Linked DNA regions of Gossypium hirsutum: region 2 is linked to region 1. The links are chromatin contacts, called in public Hi-C maps. All regions are on one chromosome and are shown on one strand. The core of a region is the stretch at or near the end of the contact, and the rest is flanking DNA. Distances in the headings are between cores, read along the strand shown.

Region 1 (4,998 bases), core at 192-2,691:
CTTTTTCTGCTTGATGGAAGGTCCGTCAACATTTACTAGCTTAATTATAGCATCAATCAGGGCTATGGGTAATCATATCTATTCTCCAAATTCCTCCACCAGGATAAAACAGATTATAACAACCAAGTGTTTGATTTTGTTATAGATATGATAAGACCATGGGGGAATTATTTTATCCATAAAATTTAAATTCAAAATTTTATTTAAAGATAACAAATTTTTTACTACTCGATTTAACAAATAAATGAATATTATAAAATATTTGATAGATATTTTAATCATTATTTGACAGAAATGAAATCCCAGCTATTCCTCAAATACACTAATCAAAATCTATTCTGTTGGTTGAATTTCTAAAGTCTTCACAAAAACTTGAGGACATTTCAATGGAGAATCCAACGCCAACATCTTACATTGTCACAGCCTCACAGCTTGCTGCAAAATATATATATATATTCATAATATTTTTTAAATCAGATTAGTGATCAAATCAGTTAAGTTATTGATTTATCAATATGATAGATTCAATTAAAAAATTACTAAAAATTAAAAAAAAATTTAAAAGATTCAGTTCAACAGATTTTTTGTCTGGTTGAATCGATCCATATCGATTTCCGAATCAACTGACTCAAAGTCCCCTCTAAATTGATACCCCGACTGGTGTTCAATCCACATTCAAACAATATTAGTGGTTAGAGTGTAGTAATTAATGTAATATGTGGTTTTGAAGAAAGTAGTTAAGTTGTCGGGCTATCAAGTGTGTTGATGATGGCAATGAATAGGGTATATAATCCTCAAGTTGTAGCATATTTTAGGGGTTAAAATGTCTTAATCAAGTTGAGTTTGAATGAAAATTTTTAACTTCCTAGTGGGCACACCAAGTGATGTATTCAAGAATTCTATCTATGATTACATCAAATAAATTATTTATACAATGCATAAATTATTTTTAAGAATATAATCTTGGGCTGGAAACTTAAATTGAATTATTAATTGTTAATAGAGTGAGAAATGCAATTCTTTTTTTTATTTAACTAAGTAATAAATTAGGTATAGGAAAGGCCAACTTCCCCATCTTTGATTGATTGTGGGCCTTGTCACCTTCCATAGAAAAGTTTATGGTCCATATGAGAAGCCTTAAAAGGGGAATAAAGAAGAAAAAGAAGGGTTTCATTACAGTTACTCCTCTTATACGATTTCACTTTCATTACGCTATTGTTACCAAAGAAATAATAGGATCCCCATATTATTTTAAAGAACTGTTATATATTCATCAATTAATAGGATTTCTTGCTTTTCAACGGAATAGGGGGAAAAAGTTCAAAAAAAAAAAGAAAAAAGGGTTTGAAACTAAGGGGTGAAAATGGATTTAAAGTGGGGGCAGGAGAAGCCCATATAAAACAATAGACCTTTGAAGTATTTGGGCTTAGCTTGATTAGGCCGAAACCAATGCCACAGTTCCCAATAATGAAAAAAAAACGGAGTTTTTAATTTGCTTTTGTTTACAAAAACTTATGACTTTTCGAATATTTTAACTTTGATATATTTAAAATTTATTTATTTTGTTTGGTCATGGAGGTGTTTCTATTAAGAGTCAATATTTTGTCTTCTCTATTTAAAAAATGAGTAATTTAATTTCTATATATTAGATTAAAAAGTAAATTGATCTCTTTTTTTTGTTAAAAATTACATCCATTTACACTGATAAAAACTAATGTGGCTGTTGAAATAATTAAACAATGACACATGATATGACATATGTACCTCATGCTGACATACACTTTCTAATTTATAATAATAGAAATGGATAAAATTTTTAACATGATAACTAATTTACTTTTTAATCTAATATGCAAAAACTTATTTAATTCTTAATAAATAGAACAAAATATAACCCCAACTTAATATAAACAATTTATAATTCTTTTACCTTAAATAATTACTTTTGAGCGCTGACCAACAACATTAAATTAATGATGGAGGTGGAAAAGTATACATGTGATATTCAAAATCACTGAGCTAATATACAAATTATTTAAAAATAAAATATATAAAAGTTATAAAATTTTAAAAGTTTACAAGAAATATAAATTTATAAAAGAATATTATTATTTTTTCAATTTTTTTAAATTGTTATACTATAAAACTAGTTTTTTATGCATGCATTTTATATTTTAGAAACCAAAAGAACATATTTTTGGTCTAATTTGACTAAATTACCTAAAAAGGCTCATTTTTTAGTAAATTTACGAAATGGGTCAATTATACCATTATTTACCGAAAAAGGCTATTTTTTTGCAAAACGCGCCTACGTGGCTACGTTTAAGGGGGAAAATGCCAGCAAGCGCGCCCCCAATGGAGCTTTTTGCCACATCAGCAAAATGTGCTTACGTGGAAGCGTTTTGCTGATGTGGCAAAAAAGCTCCCTTGGGGGCATACCCAACGGCCATAAGGCCCCCCTCTCCTCCTATTATTTTTTTATAATTTCAAAATTATTTGATCGTGTTAGCAATGGTTGGGGAATTAATTCATCTCGATCATAAACATATCTCCGTCGAACAAATGAAAATGGTAACGGTTTACTTTAAATTTTGAATATTATTTAATATTTTTATTTATGTAATTTTAATTAATTTTAATTTTTGAATATTTTTGAATATTTTTTATTTATATAATTTTAATTAATTTTAATTTTTGAATATTGTTTAATATTTTTTCATTTATGTAATTTTAATTAATTTGTATTTTATAATTTTTTATAACAGTGTAAATCGAGTATTACAATGTTATATTCGTAACATGTCTGGTCTGCCATCACCGTTGATAGAAAATTACTTGAAGGAAGCAGGTTTTTGGCACGCGGCCACTATAGGCCGAGGGTGCAAGTTGGACTCAAAACTCATCAGCCTGTTAATAGAGAGGTGGAGACCGGAAACGCACGCATTCCATCTTCCATGCGGAGAGTGTACTATCACTTTAGAGGACGTCCAGTTACAATTAGGATCGCCGGTGGATGGTGTGGCACTCACCGAGTCTGTTCAATCTGCTGATTGGAGAGCCATATGCTACTATTTTTTGGGTGCGATTCTGGATAATATTTACGGAGGTCGGATCGAGATGGGCTAGTTACAAGACACATTCCCGAGCCAGGGAATGATTCGACTGAATTAAAAAGAATACGATATGCTCGGGCATACATCCTTGAGATGATTTAAGGTTATCTGATGCTGAACTTGTCACGAAACCTCATACATCTGAGGTGGCTGCTGAAACTCGTTGATTTTAGAGCAGCTAGCGAACTTAGTTGAGGATCTGCCGTGTTGGCAACATTATACCGAGAGATGTGCGGGATGACGCCACCAAATAAATCAAAAATTAGAGGTTAACTGTCACTACTACAATCATAGGCTCGGTTTCGCTTTCCATTTTTACGTCCTCAAGTGAACCATCCATATACATTCCCACTCATAACAAGGTAAAATTTTTATTTGATTTTACAATTATTCCATAGATTTAAAATAAAATTATATGCTGAAAATTTATTTAATTAGGTGGAACCATCCGACAAGTTATGTTGGAATTCCTATCGCTCTTAAAGATATACGGCTTCTACTAGACCAACGGCTAGAAGCGCAAGTAAGGGACACCATATGAGGATCAGGCAATACGGGCAGTAATTCCGGATGAATTCTTTCAAAATCTGAACATTTGGCATGTTAAGGTCCCATTGGTCAACTATGCTATTGTCGAGATTCACTAGACGGATAGGGTGTTGCGACAATTTGGATTTCGACAATCGATTCCTGAGGAACCTAAGGTGCTCAATAACCAGCATAGAATCGACTTACGTAAAACGAATACGAATTGATCGTTATTCTGGTCGGAATATATTGAAATTTGGGAAAATCGGTATGATTATATACCTGATCGCGAACCGATCATCGTCCCAGAGTTAGCGTGTACCCCGGATTACATGCCATGGTTTAGAATCTATGGTAAGCCATATTTGTTGTTGGGAGAGCAGAGGCGTCGGCAAATCTGTGTGGAAAGGGAACGATGGGGTTCTTTAAATCTAAGGAGAAGAGATAATGGCACGGGCCCATAAACAGGCCCGCACAATCACCTAACCCATCAACTGCGCCCACACAATCATCGAGCCCAATGCCTCAACCGACGTCATCCACATCATAGCCCCTTCAGATTATGCCAAGTACGTATCCTAGCCTTTATATGTATCCTAATCCATATATGTTTCTGTAACACTCCTAACTCGTATCCATAGTAAGAGTAGGGTTATGAGGTATTACCGATCAACTGCGTATTCATAGTTTCCTGTAGTTTTTTCCATAATTGGGATATAGCCCTTGGATCTCAATCCGAAATAATGGGGACTGACACTCTATGATAGCTAACAACCTTAAAAACATATAACTCGGCCAATCTGTTAAATGAGAAACCTGATCACCAAAACATCTATTTTAAATAACTGCACATTTTAATTACTCCTAGAATGAACCAATAAGCTACTACTGAGCCTCGTACAAAAATTTCCTGCATAAGCTCTAAATTCATCTGCACATAATTTCTATCTCAAAATAATAACATCAGTCATCAGGTCAGACCTGAAATTTAGAATAAAAAATCAACTCATACTGAACTTGTTTAGCTTACCATTCCTTAACACATTTCTGAGATTTTCAATCTTGCAATGAAAACATCGCTTTAGCTTTTAATCTAGCTAAAATCAGATTATCATCAATTAAGATAATCGTGTATCCCACTCACAAAATAACCCAAGATTTTTTTCCATTCAGCATCTGTAACTATATCTACTTTCCCAGAGATTAATCAATAACTACTCACGATTTTTCAATAGCTCAAGTCTTGAACTTCAGCCAAGGTGGGGTATAGCAAATAAACCGCTTATGACACTGATATGAGAAAGTAAAAAGATAAGTATTAGAGGCACAGTCTAGTGAAAGTTCTTTAGCGATGATT
Region 2 (5,426 bases), core at 1,848-4,347, 620 kb before region 1:
AAATACACTATTCGATCTTCAAAAAGGAAATACTATTCTTCTAAAAAGAGCCCTATTCTAGTGTATTAGCATAGAATTCAATCTGTATGGTTATGTCCAATGTTAAAAGGCCCTTAAGTGTTAGGCCCAAACTTGGAGCTTTGGATCAAATAAAGCCCACATTTTTGCTAGGTTTTCTTAAGTTTAGGCAATTTAATTTATAATTTACCTTCCAAATCTAAAAGAATTTATAATATTATCGTATAGGAATTTTTAATTATTAGTATATAAATATGGGGATTTATAAAATTATAATTTAGACATTACAAAAATTATAATTTTATATATTAATATATTAATAAAATTTTATTTTAACTCTAGTAAATATATATAATTAAATTTTTTTTTAAATCTACCTTCACTTGTTAGTAAGGTGAATAGAAATTTAATTATTTTAATCTCTAGTTTCTCATTGCAATCTAAGAGAGGATGATATCTCATCCTCCCGTAAGTTGTGAATACATTTATTATCAAAATTGAAGGAGATAATTATTGATAGGAACTTGTTTTTAGTGGCAACCAAATTGTATGAATTGTTGGATAAAAGCCTTAGAAATATGTGATAACTTTTTTTAACTTTTTCAACATAAAAATATCACACAATAAGGAGTTAAATTGTATTTAATTTTTTATAAAAAATAAAAAATTAGTAATTATAAATTAAATTAAAAATAAAATTGGTCCTTTCTATTAAAAACATCATTCATTTTTTACTTTTAAAAACCAGTGTGGCTGACGGATCAACCATATAGTAACATGTGACGTGCCATGTATACCTCATGTTGACATATAGGAACCCATTTTTACTAGTGGAAATTGATAGAGTTTTTAATAGAATGACCAATTTGCTCTTTGTCTAATGTATAAGGATTAATTTCTCCATTTTTTGAGTAAAGAGAGCAGAATGCAATCTAACTCCTACTACAAGAACACCCATGGTACTTTTACTTTTTTCAACATATTATCATTTTCTATGGGCTTAAATCACGATTTGGCCCCTAAAGTATACTCAATTGCTCACTTTGGTACCTAAACTTTTTTTTCTCAAATTTGGTACCTAAATTATCAATTTCTTCTATTTTTGGTCCATTTTGTAATGACCGTTAAAAAAATCCTAATGCCTAATGGAAAAGAGCCACGTAGCAATTAGGTTTATTCAAAATAAAATATTAAATTAAAAATTAAAAATAAAAAATTATTATACTAAATATTTAAATATTAAAAATATTTTTGACTTTGATCAAGTGTTGAATGACGTTGACCGATTGTTGCCCCGACGTTGATTGACTACGTTGTGCTATTAGAACACATCAAGTGCCCCTTTTATTTTTTTTAATATTAATTAAAAATATAAAAAAATTATATAATAAATATAATATTTTTAAAAAATTAAAATATTTTTTTTATAAAATTTTAAAATATATAATTATAAATTTTAAAAAGTTAAAATAATATATAAAAATTATTATAAAAGTTAACATATATTTCAATTCCAATTTTTATAACATTTTTAATTTTAATTTATTATTTTAATTTTTTACAATTTATAATTATATATTTTAGAAATTTATAAAAAAATACTTTTAAACTTTTTAAAATATATATTATAAATGTTTAATATTATAATTTTCTTTGTACAAAAAAATATTATAAATTTTTTTTTATTTTAAGTAAAGCTAATTGCCATGTGACATTTTTCCATTGGCGAAAGTTGCTTAATCAATTTTGTTTAATAGCCGTTACAAAATAGACAAAAGATAGAAAAAATTGATATTTTAAGTACCAAATTGAGATAAAAAATTTTAAATACCAAAATGAGAAAATAAATATATTTTTAAAGTTAAACCGTGAATTGGGTTTTTTTTATATTCCTAATAAAAAATCAAAGAAGGATAAAGGGAAAAGTAAGTGATACATTTTTTTTATATATATTTCATTAAAAAAACAGATATTATTATGTATTTCTCTTTTTTTTAAAAAAAATTGATATGAAGATTATGAAATATATTTTTTTCTTTTATTGATAATGTGTTAGATTTATTTTATTTCTATAATTAGTCCTTAAATTTGTGAAGTTTTGTTGTGGTTACTGGCTCACAATCACTTCTTAAATTAGTATCCTAACAAAAATGTATTAGTTCCTTCTCCCATTTCACTCATTGATTTTCTTTTTCTTTTTTTTTTATATTCATTTAGATCATAATCCATTTATGTTTCCATTCCCAACAAAATTTGCATTAAAGGAAACTGCAGTATAGAGGAAATCGAAAAGCTGCAAACATTTTGAGATGGTTCTCTCTCAAATTTGTTTGTTGTAAAGGGTTGAAATAGTTAAAAGATCACTGCGCATTTCTAAAGTTATTTGATGTTTTAATTAGATTCAATAAATCAAATTAATTTAATTCATTAAGTAGTCAGATAATTTTTACCGTAAGCATTAAAATTAAATAAAATAATTATGCCATTTTCATTTAAATCAAACCAAATAAAAATTAGATGATATAATTTTTCGCATTCAAATTTAAATTAAAATATTGAATCAAAGTAAAAGCTATGAAATATAAGTTATTCTAAAAGTAGACCTTTTTCCTCACATTCCCATGTGGGAGAGATTTTAGTTGCTATCAAATAAGATTAAGACAAGGAGGAGACAAACCAACTTTTCTCAACAATACAAGTATATTTATATTTATATAAAATAATAATTAAAAGTATTTGTTTTATTTTATTTAAGTTTTGACCTTGTCTTTTGGCTGGCGAAGGGCACTGCTTTTTTACCTCCCTAGTTTACTTTCTTTCCAATTTGTTGAACTAAATGTGCGACTCCACCTGATCTTTCTTAATGTTTAACCTCCCTTTCTCTCAATTTCAATTTCATCCCTCTTTTAACTGCCATAGAGTTAAAAGTTACTTTTTTAATTCCTTTCCATATATATATTTTTTAAAAAATTTATTTTGGGTACATTAGTAAGTGCATGAGCTATTTGTTTAAAATCATCCCCCAAAGCAAGTGAAAATAACGTAACTGCCATTCATTTCTATCCGATGAACAAAAAAGGAAAAGGAAACTGCATTAAAAGGTGGGGAAAGAGCTGCCCGTGGTCCCAAACCCAAGATCTAAGCCTTAACCCCTTCATTTATAAATAAATAATAAATAAAGAACCCAGAAAACATAAAATAAAAATAAATAATGGAAACCCTTCTGGGCTGCTTCACCTTTGCCTTTGGCTGAACTAAAATACCCTACACAGGCACAGCTAGTGCTACATATATATACGGGGTTGAAGGATTGAAGGGCGCAAATATGGTGGTCGAGGAAAGTGTTTCTTTTGCTACAACTGCTATTCATTTAATTTTTGGCTCAAATGAAAAACAAAATTTAATGGGAAAGGGCAGTGTGTCCCTCTGCTCTGCCATAGCTGCTGCTGAATCTGATAAAGTGTGAGAGAGAGTGTGTTTTTTAAGTGAATTGGATGTGTTGTTTATGTTTGAGAAGGACCATTGCCTGTCTATAACCATTTCAACTGTGGCACTGAAAAACATGGTGTTTTTATAAGCATTTAAAAGGACACAAATGCAATGAAAATGACATTCCTTTCCCACCCTTCCTCCTCTCTCTTCCTTTCTTTTCTTTTACAACATTCAATTTGGGGTTGAATCTATGGGTCACCATCTTTGAATGGTTCCTTCCTATTTTCTAGCTAAAATGGTCCCCAATATGTGTAAAAACTCCAATACCCCAAAGAGAGGATTTTCATATTCCATGTGTCGTTCATTCATTTATATTTTCATTAAGAAGACAAAAAATAAACATAAGCTTGGCTTAAATTTACATGCAGACCCTTTGAAATTTAAATTTGCCTAAAATCTAACAAGCAATCCAAGCATTATGTTTTGAACTCTTCTTCTTTTTCTTCCCATTATTTTAATGCTTCCGACAAAAACAAAAAGAAAAATTTATAAAGGGAAAAGCCGCATCAACCGGCTATAGTATTAGGGGAAAGATAAATCCAACACCCTTTGTTTTGTTGTTATCCTTAAATTTTTTTTCAATGTTTTGTTTTTATTATAAACTTTACACATTTTGGTCCAAGTATAACGAAAACCCATCGTGAGTTGCTGAGCTAAAATACAACTTACAAATTTTGTGAGCCTCAGCATGTTTTTCTTTTTCCTTTTTATCTTACTTTAGTAGGAAAACCCATCATAGAGAGTTCTATTCTCAATTTATGGTCTAATCCGGTTCAACTTTAAATATAGTCACAACTTGTATATCTCGAAATATATTGCAACAAAACATATATGTCAGTGCCTAATCTAGGATTATTCAATAAGTTTCACACACACACACTCGTATATATAAGACTTGGGCTAGTGGCTAGAAGAATAATCTGAAATGATAGGTTTCTCTCCAAGCTTTATGATGGGATTCAGCATATTTGAAGTCAAGCGGACGATAAAATGTGCCCTGATGTTTAAAACATTCACATGGCATACCTGCAGGTGTAGCAGTGCAATAAGAGGTTGAGAAAATCTCAAGGCATGACCATTTGTTCATATATCTCATATAGATACTGTACTTCACACTGCATTTAATTAAATTGCAATGTCTACCCCCGCCCCCCCCTTTTTTCTATTAAACAAATGAAGATATAGTAAATCAATTCAAGAACTGCTTAAAACGACCATTTTCTTCTTCTTTTTCTTATATCAAATCCACGATAGTGGTTAGAATAAGTGAAGAAAAACTAGTTGACAAAGCAAAGAAAAACTCAACGTGCAGATCAAAGAACAAAGAGATTTAAGGGCTAATGGGGGTTGATCATTCATCATTGCATGATCAACTTGCCGTCACTCTCCTTCCCCTTCTGTTGTGGCTGAAGACATGTAACTCATAGCAAGTGAGGTCTCATCATCTGGACCAGCAGCTGTTGATGTTTGGAACTGATGCTTGCAAGTTTGACAAGTGATCTGCATGATTGTAGCACTTATCTTCTTTGTGGCTTGATCTTTCAAGGCTTGAGCTTTCTCCAGTTCACCTTGCGCTTGTTGCCTTATCCTCTTTGCACTAGCGAACTCAAGCTCAGCCATCTCGATCTGTCTCTTAGCTTCTTGTCTAGCCTTTTCGGCGTAGGCCTTCTCGGCCATGGCCAACTTTAGCTGCCCACTTGCGAACTCTTTCAACCTACTAGCTTCCAATGTCGTTTTACTTGCATTCTTTTCGCCACCGTCGTTGGACCCTATCGATAGCTTCAAATGAGTAGCGTACTCCTCATCTGAATCCCTCGAGTTAGCGGTTGATGAAGGTAGAAGTTGAAGTTCAAGATTGTGTTGCAGATGTTGGCGCTGATGGTCTGAACCAGACACACGCTTGTACAAGAAAACAG

What was found. Hi-C and Micro-C count contacts between places; a contact is called where the count stands out from the background.
Region 2: a Hi-C map of leaf shows a contact between it and region 1, with 4 times the contacts expected there. The contact joins two enhancer-like sites. A contact is called at or near these places in 13 of 34 Hi-C or Micro-C datasets (anther, callus, hypocotyl and 3 more).

What each region holds. Positions count from the first base shown.
Region 1 is chrA01:73,596,719-73,601,716 of Gossypium_hirsutum_v2.1, reverse strand. No RefSeq gene overlaps it. Among protein-coding and RNA genes, the nearest start is that of LOC121207816, 58 kb to the right of the region's middle. Within about 2 kb of position 1,441, at least 2 of the 9 cell types and tissues checked have an H3K27ac peak or open chromatin away from gene starts, as enhancers often do. A contact at or near this core is called in leaf, where this site is marked.
Region 2 is chrA01:74,217,957-74,223,382 of Gossypium_hirsutum_v2.1, reverse strand. It overlaps LOC107942331 (zinc finger protein SHOOT GRAVITROPISM 5), which reads right to left. Exons shown (of 3, transcript XM_016875988.2): 3 at 4,713-5,426. The coding sequence ends at 4,891. Among protein-coding and RNA genes, the nearest start is that of LOC107942331, 4.4 kb to the right of the region's middle. Within about 2 kb of position 3,097, at least 3 of the 9 cell types and tissues checked have an H3K27ac peak or open chromatin away from gene starts, as enhancers often do. A contact at or near this core is called in leaf, where this site is marked.